3 separate regions of the Mus musculus genome follow, and all the other regions are linked to region 1. A link is a contact called in public HiChIP or PLAC-seq data. All regions are on one chromosome and are shown on one strand. The core of a region is the stretch at or near the end of the contact, and the rest is flanking DNA. Distances in the headings are between cores, read along the strand shown.

Evidence for each region. HiChIP or PLAC-seq counts read pairs in DNA pulled down with a chosen protein or histone mark.
Region 2: a contact with region 1 is called in a FOXA1 HiChIP or PLAC-seq map of pancreatic cancer cells. The contact joins two enhancer-like sites. A contact is called at or near these places in 2 of 115 datasets of contacts at active chromatin or transcription factors (large pre-B cells and pancreatic cancer cells).
Region 3: a contact with region 1 is called in a FOXA1 HiChIP or PLAC-seq map of pancreatic cancer cells. The contact joins two enhancer-like sites. A contact is called at or near these places in 2 of 115 datasets of contacts at active chromatin or transcription factors (embryonic stem cells and pancreatic cancer cells).

The regions. Positions count from the first base shown.
Region 1 is chr11:59,634,321-59,637,855 of GRCm38.p6, forward strand. Gm33998 (a long non-coding RNA gene) reads right to left here. Exons shown (of 3, transcript XR_388694.3): 3 at 722-2,694. Among named protein-coding and RNA genes, the nearest start is that of Gm33998, 7.3 kb to the right of the region's middle. Within about 2 kb of position 1,946, at least 130 of the 459 cell types and tissues checked have an H3K27ac peak or open chromatin away from gene starts, as enhancers often do. A contact at or near this core is called in pancreatic cancer cells, where this site is marked.
Region 2 is chr11:60,309,877-60,313,411 of GRCm38.p6, forward strand. All of the region lies in intron 1 of Tom1l2 (target of myb1-like 2 (chicken)), which reads right to left. Among named protein-coding and RNA genes, the nearest start is that of Tom1l2, 41 kb to the right of the region's middle. Within about 2 kb of position 1,830, at least 158 of the 459 cell types and tissues checked have an H3K27ac peak or open chromatin away from gene starts, as enhancers often do. A contact at or near this core is called in pancreatic cancer cells, where this site is marked.
Region 3 is chr11:60,176,883-60,180,417 of GRCm38.p6, forward strand. All of the region lies in intron 2 of Rai1 (retinoic acid induced 1), which reads left to right. Among named protein-coding and RNA genes, the nearest start is that of Mir6921, 22 kb to the right of the region's middle. Within about 2 kb of position 1,824, at least 17 of the 459 cell types and tissues checked have an H3K27ac peak or open chromatin away from gene starts, as enhancers often do. A contact at or near this core is called in pancreatic cancer cells, where this site is marked.

The DNA of each region.
Region 1 (3,535 bases), core at 696-3,195:
CCTCCAGGTCTGCCCTAGGCCACACCCAGGGAGGGATGAAGTCCTTAGCCTTTGTAAGATGCCAAGCAGGATTTCAGCATTCATGTGTGGATCCTGAACAGCCTGATGTAGCATATCAGGATAGGGCTGAGGACAGGGGACACACGGGGTCCACTGTCTATGTGTAGAGCTTCCGGCCATTCAGAGGAAGGGATAGGAAGAGCAGCAGCTTGAGCCAAGAACAGAGGGGCAGGTGGTCAGGGAAGATAGTGCCGAAGAATAAATAGTCAAAGGATCACCATGAATTCACAGCGAGTTGGAGCTGAATTCAAGGCTACCTTGGGCTACAGTGTTAGACCCTGTCTCAAAAAAAGGCAAAAAGAGTCTGAGGACACAGCTCATTTGGCAGAGTGCTTGCCCCAGCATGGATGAAGTCCTGGGCTCCATCTCTAGTACTAGTGATCAAAACTGCATGATGATAGATACCTATGACCCAGTGTTCATGAGGCAAGAAAATCAGGAGCTTGGGGGGAGGGGCGATTGACAGGGCGTGTAGGGGCTGGGGTGGGGTGGGGAGGCTATTCATTCTCTGCCACATGTGAGCTCCAGGCTAGCCTGAATACATGATGCATTGTATCTATAAACAGGAAGGAAAGGGGGTGAGAGGAGGGAGAAAAAGAGGAAAAATTCTCCTCAAACCATGTCTGTGTGAAATATAACAGACTTTTTTTTTATGTCATTACATCCTAAATAATATAGCGATTTGCACGATTACATTGTGCTGGGTGCTATGTGCAATCTAGGCAAACTTTGAAGTCCGGGAGAGCATGTGCATCGGGCCTTGAGCGTCTGTAAGTTTGAGCGTCTGCATAGGCCCTCCAACCAGTCCCCCAAACACTTAAGGACTGCAGTGTTTGGTCACTCCCTACCTCCAGGTCTCTCTGACTCCAGACATGAGCTGATGATGGTAAGACTTTGTAGCATTAAAGCGTGAGAGGCAGAACAAACGGGGCTGAGCTACGTCCACTGTCCATCTATCTCTGCGTGTACCCTGCTCCCAGGCTGTTTGGCATGACTTGGGGCGGACTCCTTGCTCTGATCTCAGCTCCTTCCTCCTGCTCCCCGGCTGGCTTGTTTAACCACTGTGGGTGTTCCTACACTGAAACTAGACAGTCCTTGGAGTTCTCACTAACAAGTCTGGGCAAGTGGAGGCCAAAGCCTGACCTCAACTGCTTACCCATGTTCTGTCACCTCCAGCCCGAGGCTGCACCACCACTAGATGAGGGGCTGTGGTTCCTAGGTTCAGATGTGGGCTGGCTGTACCCTTTTGTAGAGTCAGGCTGAGAGCCAGGGCCATAACGTAGTGATCCCCAGCCTGCATCTGGTCAGCACATGTGCTGAATCTGGCAGACAATTTCAATTTTTTTAAAAATTGAATTCATCGCCAACATTTGAATATCACTAGTTTCCTTGTAGAAATACATTTAAAAATTTTTTAAATTTATTGATTAATTGATTGAATCTTTGTAAAAACAGGTCTGCTTTCCAACAAGGTACCTTTGTCAGAAAGGGTTGAGGCTTGAAGGACACAGTCCTCTTACCAAGCCGCTCTATCTCTTGATGCTGTATACCCAGCTCTTAGGCGTCTGAGTAGTAATCTAGAACTTTCTTCTCATTGCATGACTCAGAAATGGTAAGAAGACTCTAAGTAAGTCTAACAAAACACTTAGGAACTGAACTGTATCCTGCCCCCACTACAGGTCTCAAATCTCTTCAGCAAGATGGATGAGAATTCCATACAGCTAGGACAGCTGGAATTTTGGGGAGGCAAAGATACATTCCCAGAATCCCCCAGAGTCCTGAGGACACCCACACCCTTTGTCCCAGCCACCGTAAGAAAGGCTACACTGATAAAGGCCCTGGGCAACCGGATGACAACATTCTTGGACTCAGATTGAGTGGGAAGGGCCACCTGCTCAGCACATAGCTCAGGGCTGCCAAGAGGGCAGTGGCTGTTGGGCTACTGGAAGCAGGGGTGCCAGCCCTGCTTGGCATTTCAACAATGCCACAAGTACCCAAGCCATAGTAGGGAAGCCACATAGACTCATTCTGCAAGGACTTAAGGGGAAAATGCCACTCTTGTAGGCGGGGATTCTGGGTCTGCCCACCCGCCCCGACTTAGCTCCTTCTGAACATTGTTATCGAGGAGGGAATACCTCCTCATAAACCCGAGGCACAGACAGGACTGGCTGACACGGTGCCAGGCAGGGCCTTTGGGAGCATGGTCAAGGGCTGGCATGACCCAGTTAGTAAATGATGTGAGCCAGCCGTTCTCCTCATCTGCAGCCCACAAAGGAGTCTGAAATGGCTTCTTCTCTAGGCCAACGTTGTATTATAGTTGCAGTGCTCCAAATGCTGTCAGCGTGGCATAACGAAGGCTTTGTCACAGGTAACAGCAGGGGAAAGTCCACAGGGGATAGGAGAAACAATAGGTCCCTTCCAGATAGCCTCACAGGTCAGGGAAATGTGGTGGCTCTGGGTCACAGAAAGCTTCACAGTCCAAGATTATTTTGTCAGGTTTACCAGGAGGGTGTAGCAGCAGTTGTAGAACATGTTCAAGTTCAGGTCTTGGGACCTTTGGTCAGTGTTTTGCGTCTCTGAGCTCCACCTTAGGTAGGTATGACTCTCAGTCCCCTTTTGAATCTGTTTGGAAGACTGAACAGAATACTGAATGTAAATCACTGGCCATCAGTGGCTAAACGGAGGTGACAAGCTAGCCCACACCATAGCTCCCAAACATGTTTAATCTCTGAGCTTTGGGGTATGCACCACGCTATCTATCTTTCAAGCAGGAAGTGACTCAGGCACCCATCCCAGTGGTTAGCATGGGAGGGAGGAAGTTCCTCTTTAGTGTTTGCGGCAGGTCATCTGTGGTTGGCTACAGTGGCTGGGGATACAGGTTAGGCTAAGTGGGGTGTGGCCAGACCCTTTTGCTCTCAGGAAACATCTCGTACTTTTGCTGAGCATTGGCCTTCTGGGAATATAGACAAGAAGGCATCACACAGAATGTAGCCTTGTAGACCAAGGCTTGGGAAATGTTTCTGTTTATATGGAACAGGAAGTTGGGAAAAAATACTATGGACTCTTTTTTTTTTTCTTTAATACTAGGGCCATCTCTCCCTTTTGTGGGACAGCAACTCATTATCTCCCTTTAATGTCTTGCTATGCACTGTCTCTTTCGATGTTTATTTCCACTTTTTATTAATTTTTATTTTTTTTTTTCAGACAAGATCTCATCTTCCTACCCAGGCTGATTTTACCCCGTGCATCTCTCCAACATCAGCATCCCGAGTGCTCAGTTACAGGGATAAGCCACATGCCTGGCTTCTTTCAACATGTATTTTAAAATGTATTTGCTAACATTAAAATATGAAATCTGGTCGGGTGGTGGTGGTGCATGCCTTTAATCCCAGCACTCAGGAGGAAACAGAGACAGGCAGATCTCTGAGTTGGAGGCCAGTCTGGTCCACATGATAAATTCCAAAGTAGCCAGAGC
Region 2 (3,535 bases), core at 580-3,079, 680 kb after region 1:
CATGGCAGCTGCACCCACAAACACAGTAGTCACAGCTGCTTGCATAAGACATGCACAACTTTTCACCATGGGGGTGCTCCCAACAAGCCCCCACCCCTGGCTGAAGAGCTACTGACAGAGAATGGCAGTGAGAGGGAGAGTCACTTCTTCTAAGGGTGTGGCCTTTTCTCAGTGTTCCAGTGGATGGCCCCACATCCATGACTGTCCACACCCATGACTGTCCACACCCATGACTGTATGGGCAGCACAAACTGGACTGTGACAGTTTGTGACACACACACATATATATGTGTGTGTTTGTGCATGTGTGTGTGTGTATGTATATATATATATATATATATATATATATATATATATATATATATATACATATATATATATATATGAAATTCCCAAAGAATAAAACATATATATTCAAACATATATATTCAAAACATATATACTATCTCTCATATATATATCTCATATATATAGGTTATCAGGGCTACAGGCTACACAGTGAAACCTTGTCTCAAAAAAAAAGAGTCCACCCAGGTGGTGGTGGCACACAAGTGGGGAGACAGAGGCAGGCAGATCTCTGAGTTTGAGCCAGCCTGGTCTACAGAGCAAGTTCCAGGACAGCCAGAGCTACAAGGGAAACCCCATCTTAAAAATATAAGTAAATAAATAGGAGTCAGGTGGGGGTCTCAACTCCTCAAATCTTCCATTTTGTCTAAAGTTGCCCCCTACTGTGAGGAGTCAGAATTGCTCTGACCTCCCATGATGTCCTTGTCAGCTCCCTGTCCTACATCATTTGTAACAAAAGCCAAGGGGCAAAAAGGAAGGCAGAGACTCTTTGTCCTTAGAGCTTTAAAGAATAAGAGAGAGAGCTGCTTTCAGAGTAATCGGGCTGCCCAACACGGGTCATTCAACATGACTTCTCATCCCAAAGCAAATGCATGTCCGTACTAACCACTCTACTATAAGAACAGTTTTACTTCTATCTTTGTTAAGAAATGGAAACGGAAGCCCAGGGCATTAATATCCACCCTGATGAATATACTGCTGCATTCAGCGCTTCACATCTGGTCGCCCCGTGCTCAGATCAGGGGGATCCGGTAAGTATGGATGGGTGCAAGTGCACCCAGCCAGATGAAGCGAAGGTTCTTTCCTGCTTGTCTGTGTCATTACAGGGGAGAGTCCTTCCTGGTGATTAAGAACTCTATGTCTTAAGGCTCTGAACTACCCACTGACATTAGCAGCCCTCGGCTCCCTAACAGCTTTCTAAGGCTGACAGACTGCCCAGTACTGACACACAGCCCATATGTTACAGTCTCTTCCTGTGGACTGTGGGAATGAGAAAGAGCCAGGATAAATGGCACTAAATAATGCAGTGTTCCCATGCAGGGACTTAACAAAGGACATCAGAGAGAGCTATTCGGTGAGGGGCAGTAGGAAGGCTGCAGAGCTCCTGCAATAGCCTCCTGCATGTCACACCAGCCCTCCTGAATCTGACACTGTTTAATAGATAACTGCACTCCTTTCTGCCACGTTCAGAAACGTCTCTGCTGCTGACTTCACACAAAGGCAGTGAGTGCCACATGGTTGGCTAGGCTTCACTACACTGCAGGTCGGCTCTGGGAGGCTTGCTCCAGCTACACTGTCAAGAGCACTCCCCTCTGCTGTCCTTCATGCTCACAGTACAAAGGGAAGAGCACCAACCGCTGGCAGAGTGAAATGAGGAGACAGGCTTCAGATAAAATTACGAAAGCCCCTCTCTTGAGAAGAGAGCAGTAGGGGGTGTGCTGTGGGCAGTGAGCAGCTCTCATCCCTGGAATACACAAAGCTGGGCTGGAAGCCACCTGGCAGAATGCCCTAGAAGGGATGATGCTGCCCTTGGCAACCCATTGCACTTCTACCTCTGAGACACTGGGGTCTTTGATTTCACTGGAGCAGCCCGAAGCTGCATTCCTCATTGGGCTGACAACAATCCTGTCCCTGACTAGCATGCTCTATGCAATAAATGACTAACAGGAGAGGCAACAAAGAAGGCTAAGACAGACATTCAAAATGTGATAGTGTAGTCCAGAAGAGATCATGGGACTCAGGACGCTGCAGACCTCTCCAGACTCCACTTTCATGCCTACACACATAAACACACAGGGACAAATTTCAGGAGCCATAAATCAACATCAACAGACCATGACTGGATCTTTTTAAACAATCCTCCTTTTTCTTTATGTATATTGAATGTGTCTGTGTATATAGACAGCACATGTGTCTGTAGAGCCAGAAGTAATGGCTAAGCTATCTCTCTAGCCTCCTTGACTAAATTCTTTAAATTCCTACATGTCTCATCTCTTACTTTATGTAATCTTTACCAGAAGACTAAGGTAGAAACTTTTTACTGTCACTTTTCTCACACAGGAAGATGAGACCCAGAGAAATTATGTGACTACTCCCAATACACACACAAACACACACATATATATACACACACACATACTTTCACACACACATACATACACATATTCAACACACACACACACACACACACACACACACACACACACACACAAGCATGCACCCTTCTCTGCCTGGCTTCCAGGCCAGAACCCTTTGCTTATGAGCTATAACACAGTTTCTCAGTAACAGGATGAAAACAGTCACATTAAGGTCTTGGTAAGCAGCTAGTCTCCTGGTATGCAGCTTCCATCTGAGCTAGCCCTTTCCCAGGACTTGCAGTGAGGCAACCTTATCTGGTCTGAAGGTCCCTCTCTAGCATTGTTCACTTTGGTGCTGAGACTAATTCCAGACAAAAAGCTGTCGGTTTGCTTGGACAGCTGGAGAGAATTCTCAAGCTCAAGGCCTCTCCTCCTCACCTCCTGCACAGTGGCAGCTACAAGATGCATCCAGGCTGCCTGACATCCTTCAGTGCTCCTCATATCAGGGCACAAGCCAATGTCAAATCTACAACTAAAGCTTGGACTTCTGAGTAACGGAAAGGGCACAGATCTAAGGCATGACTTCATCCCTTTTCCAGGGAGAACCATTCACAGTACCCAATCAGTGAACAAGTCTAATGAAGGGCAAGCATTCTCTAATTACCATTTGGGATTTGTTGTTCTTGTCATTATTTTTATCGTTGTCATCATCATCATCTTGTGCTGTGAGAGACAGAACCCGGGTCCTGGCCCACTAGACAAGTACTCTACTTGTCAGATGTACTGCAGCTGAGTAACATTCTTTATTACTGGTACTTACTGAGATTTTCTGGTGCTTAGCTCAAGGATAGGTACCATGAGAAACAGGCCCTCAGAATAATTAAGTTCAACTTAGAAACTGTGGTGGTTTGACTGAGAATGGCCCCCAGAGGCCCATATACTTGAATGTTTGATCCTGAGTTGATGAAATGTTTGGGAAGGATTAGGAGGTGGAGCCATGCTGGAGGAGGTGTGACACTGCGGTGGACTCGGAGGTTTCAAAAATCCACTCCAGGCCCAGTGTCTCTTTCTCTCTGCCTGCAGCCTGCAGATCTGGATGTAAAAGCTCTAAG
Region 3 (3,535 bases), core at 574-3,073, 540 kb after region 1:
CCCTCTCCGGATTGGCGGAAGGCCGGGAGACAAGGAGGGGGAGGGGAATACCAATGGAAGGTGAAATTTTACCTGCCCCTGAGGGAGTCCTGCGGATTTTCTCCCGGCGACAGCCGCGCTCTGCCTTTGTCTTACACGGCCGAAACATCTGTAGCAGCGGCGGAGAGGCCGCAGACCCCACCCTCCGCGCCGCGCCCTAGGCAGAGTACCCTGCTGCAGCCCACACCTCAATGTGGGGTCCTCGCCCGCGCCCTTCCCCGCCTGGTGTCGATGGGGCGGGGGCTGGTTGCGGAAAGGGTTAATGGCCTAGTCGCAGACCCTAATTGTCAGAGCTAGGCCCCGCTCCGTTCCAATTACCCTAAGTAGAGACTGAATGCGCAATTAACGGAGTCAGCTTGCCAACTGGAAAGCTGTCCCCGCTTTCACGTTGAGCGGAATACTCCACCAGCTGACTTGGACGAAGCAATTTCCTCTGCTCTCCCCTTTCTCTCTCCTCCAGCCCCTTCTCTTTTTCTCTCTCCTTAATAATAAAATTATACCAAGCAGTTTGCGGTGTGGCAGGCGGCCAGAAAAGCGTTTCTTTAAACGCCGCCGTCTCACAATTAGGCAGCAAGAGGATTTGACACGCCGAGGCGGCCTGACAGGCGGCTTCCTCCCCTGGGGGCGGGTGCAGGAGGGGCTTCAGTGCCCTGCTCCCCCATATGGAACCCGCACTGAGAAGGGGCCAGGGCTGCACCTCCTGGGCTGTCAGCTTGCTGCAGTGAGAAGCCCTTGGGGCAGGCAGCAGGGGAGGTTCTACCCAGACTCCTGGAAGCAGCAAGATCTTTCCCTGCTGGGCTATACAGTAGGAAAGCCATGTTCTCTGTTTCTGTGTGACAGAGAGGCATTTGGGGCACGTAACTGCTGAGCCTGGTGGACAACTTACTGACTCTCTCTCTGGATTTTCATTGATTTCTTCGGGTTTGGGATTGGAGTGTTGAGGGAGAATGTGCCCAGTTCCTGGGGCTGGTTGCTTTTCCATGCCAAGCTGTCTTCCGAGGAGGTTGCAGACAGGACTGTCTGTGATGAGCCAGAGACCCTCTGCTGCTACCACTGCGAGAGCAGACCTAGAGTCCCCATGAGCACACAGGAAGAGCTGCTTTGAAAGCACCTGGGTACCCAGACCACTGGCTCTAGCAGCCAAACTCAGAACTGGACCACGGTAGGTAGGTAGGCAGTAGCCACTGTAGGAGGGAGTTTGTTCTGGAAGCTTCCAGAGGGCAGCCACTTGCTTCCTTCATCATTTTCCCTCTTCCTGCCCCTGGGTGGCCTTCAGCGACGCCTTGGCAGTTCACTGCGACTTAAGCTACACACATCCCCTGGAGCCTCAGCTCTGCGCTCTGCTTGCTCTCCACCTGGACGCTTGGCTGAGCCAAGCTGGGCTCAAGAGTCAGTGGACACCAACAGGAAAGGCTGCAGGAAAGAGTGCAGGTCCTAGTTAGATAGTTTTTGTTCTGCCCACCAACTCCCTCACCCACTCATGAAACTGCTCTGTGGCCTTCACCCTCTGAGGCTGTGATAAAGAATAAATACTGTGATAAGCACAAAGCCAGTAGTGTCCCTCTGTCCCACTTGGTCACCATCAGAGCAATTTTTATAGGGGCAACTCTGGGGCCAGAGTAGGGCTTTGGAGCTTAAGAGCAAACACTGAAGTCCCTACCTTCAGGCTCTTATCCTTAGGAGGCAGCTCATTGTACCATTAATTATGTAATTACTGCTGTCATGAACCCCACATGGGAGCTTGGCAGGGGTCCCAGGAGGGGGGAGGGGTGGGGCCTTACCTATCTCTTGTGGAATGTTACAGGGCACCTCCTACACCACCTCTACAAGCTGAGCTCATGCCACACTCCTACCTCTAGCTCTTGAGCTCTTTCCTGCACCCAGGCCTCTCACCTTTTACTTCAGGGTTTGCCTGGGCCATGATGCTACCTACCTACCAAGGCCTGCTGCTCTGGAGCCAGAGAACATCTAGGTACTCCTTGTTGCATTGAATACCCAAGTCCCCAGCCCAAGAAGCTAAGAGCTAAAGTGCATGGGTGTGTGTGTGTCCACTTTGTCAGTCTTTGACACCTGGGGCTGATGGTCAAGTGACAACCCACAGATGGTCCTTTTGAACTTTGCCCTGCTTTAAATAACAACAATAAAAACCCTTGAGACTTGGTTGCTAACTTTTTTTTTTGGTCTGTGTGTGTGTGTGTGTGTGTGTGTGTGTGTGTGTGTGTGTAAGGACAACTTCCAGGAGCTAGTGCTCCCTACTGTGGGTTTCAGGGATGGAAGTTGATCACTAAGCCATTATATCTTGCCAGCCCTGGTAACATTTTTTGCAAATGAAAAACATCCCTACTGTACATTTCTGACCTGTAACCTCTTAAAGCAAAGGCTGCCCTGCTCTGGCTCCTTCTCCCCCCACTTTGCTTGGGACCAGTGTGTACAGCTGCCTCCAACCCCCATCTGACTACAGACCTCCGAAGTAGACTCTTCGTCCGTCCTTAAGAACAGGTCTGTGTTTAATGTATGAAGCAGACCTGTGGCCCTACCTAGTTTATGCCTCTCAGTCCGCCCAAATACCTTGTATCTTATCAGCTGACTTCTTAGTCTGGATTTAGTTTCACAGGGTTAATGTGACATTTGGAGCATGATTCATTTAATAAATATTTATTGTTCTGGGCAATGGGGACATGGCTATGAATAAAATAGGCAAAAATCCCTGCTCTTATGGAACTTTTTTCATTCGAGAGGAGACTGGTAATGAGGCCAAAAGGTAAGTGCTTTGAAGAACTAGAAGGAAGCACAAGGGGTGTCATTTTAAATACAATGATAACAGGGACACAGTAGAGTTGCATGGGTGTCTGGGAATGGTTTTCCTAGCAAAAGGGACAACTGGCACAGGCCTTGAGGCCCATGGAGGTGAAAGACTTGCCCAAGGTCAAAAGCCTAGTGGCATTTAGACAGCCTGCTACTAGCTTGACACTTCTTTTCTGCTTCTTCAACAAGTAAGGTAAGCCCTGGTCCTTCTGGGAGCATGGAGTGGAGAGGACAAGCTGTCCTGATGAGTTCGGCTTTCTGTAAGGATAGCACTACTGGGGCTTGGAGTGTGGACCAACCCAAGCAGCCTGGGAACCCCTGTGAGCTCCCTCTAGCCAGACCCCGATCTTTAGACCCTGCCCGTGGGTGGCACCAGTGAGGGTAGGCTAGCCTGAGCTGGACATGATGGACGGGGCCTGCTTTCTTCGTAGTTGGCCTTTATGTTTCTCCTTATTTAGACAGTGAGCGGTCAATAAAATGGCCCACAGTAGCCACAAGAGATCGATGAAGAAGAGTAGCAGCTGAGGTGGCTACAGAGAAGACAGCCCTGATGGTGGGCACAGAGCTAGCTGGACTATGGGCCCCTGCCACTGAGGGCATCAGCTGTGACCTACTGCATCCTAGTAAGAGATGCTGAGGGCTGTGTCCAAGAAAGAACTGGTGGGCCAGGGTCAATGCCATGGTGTTGCAT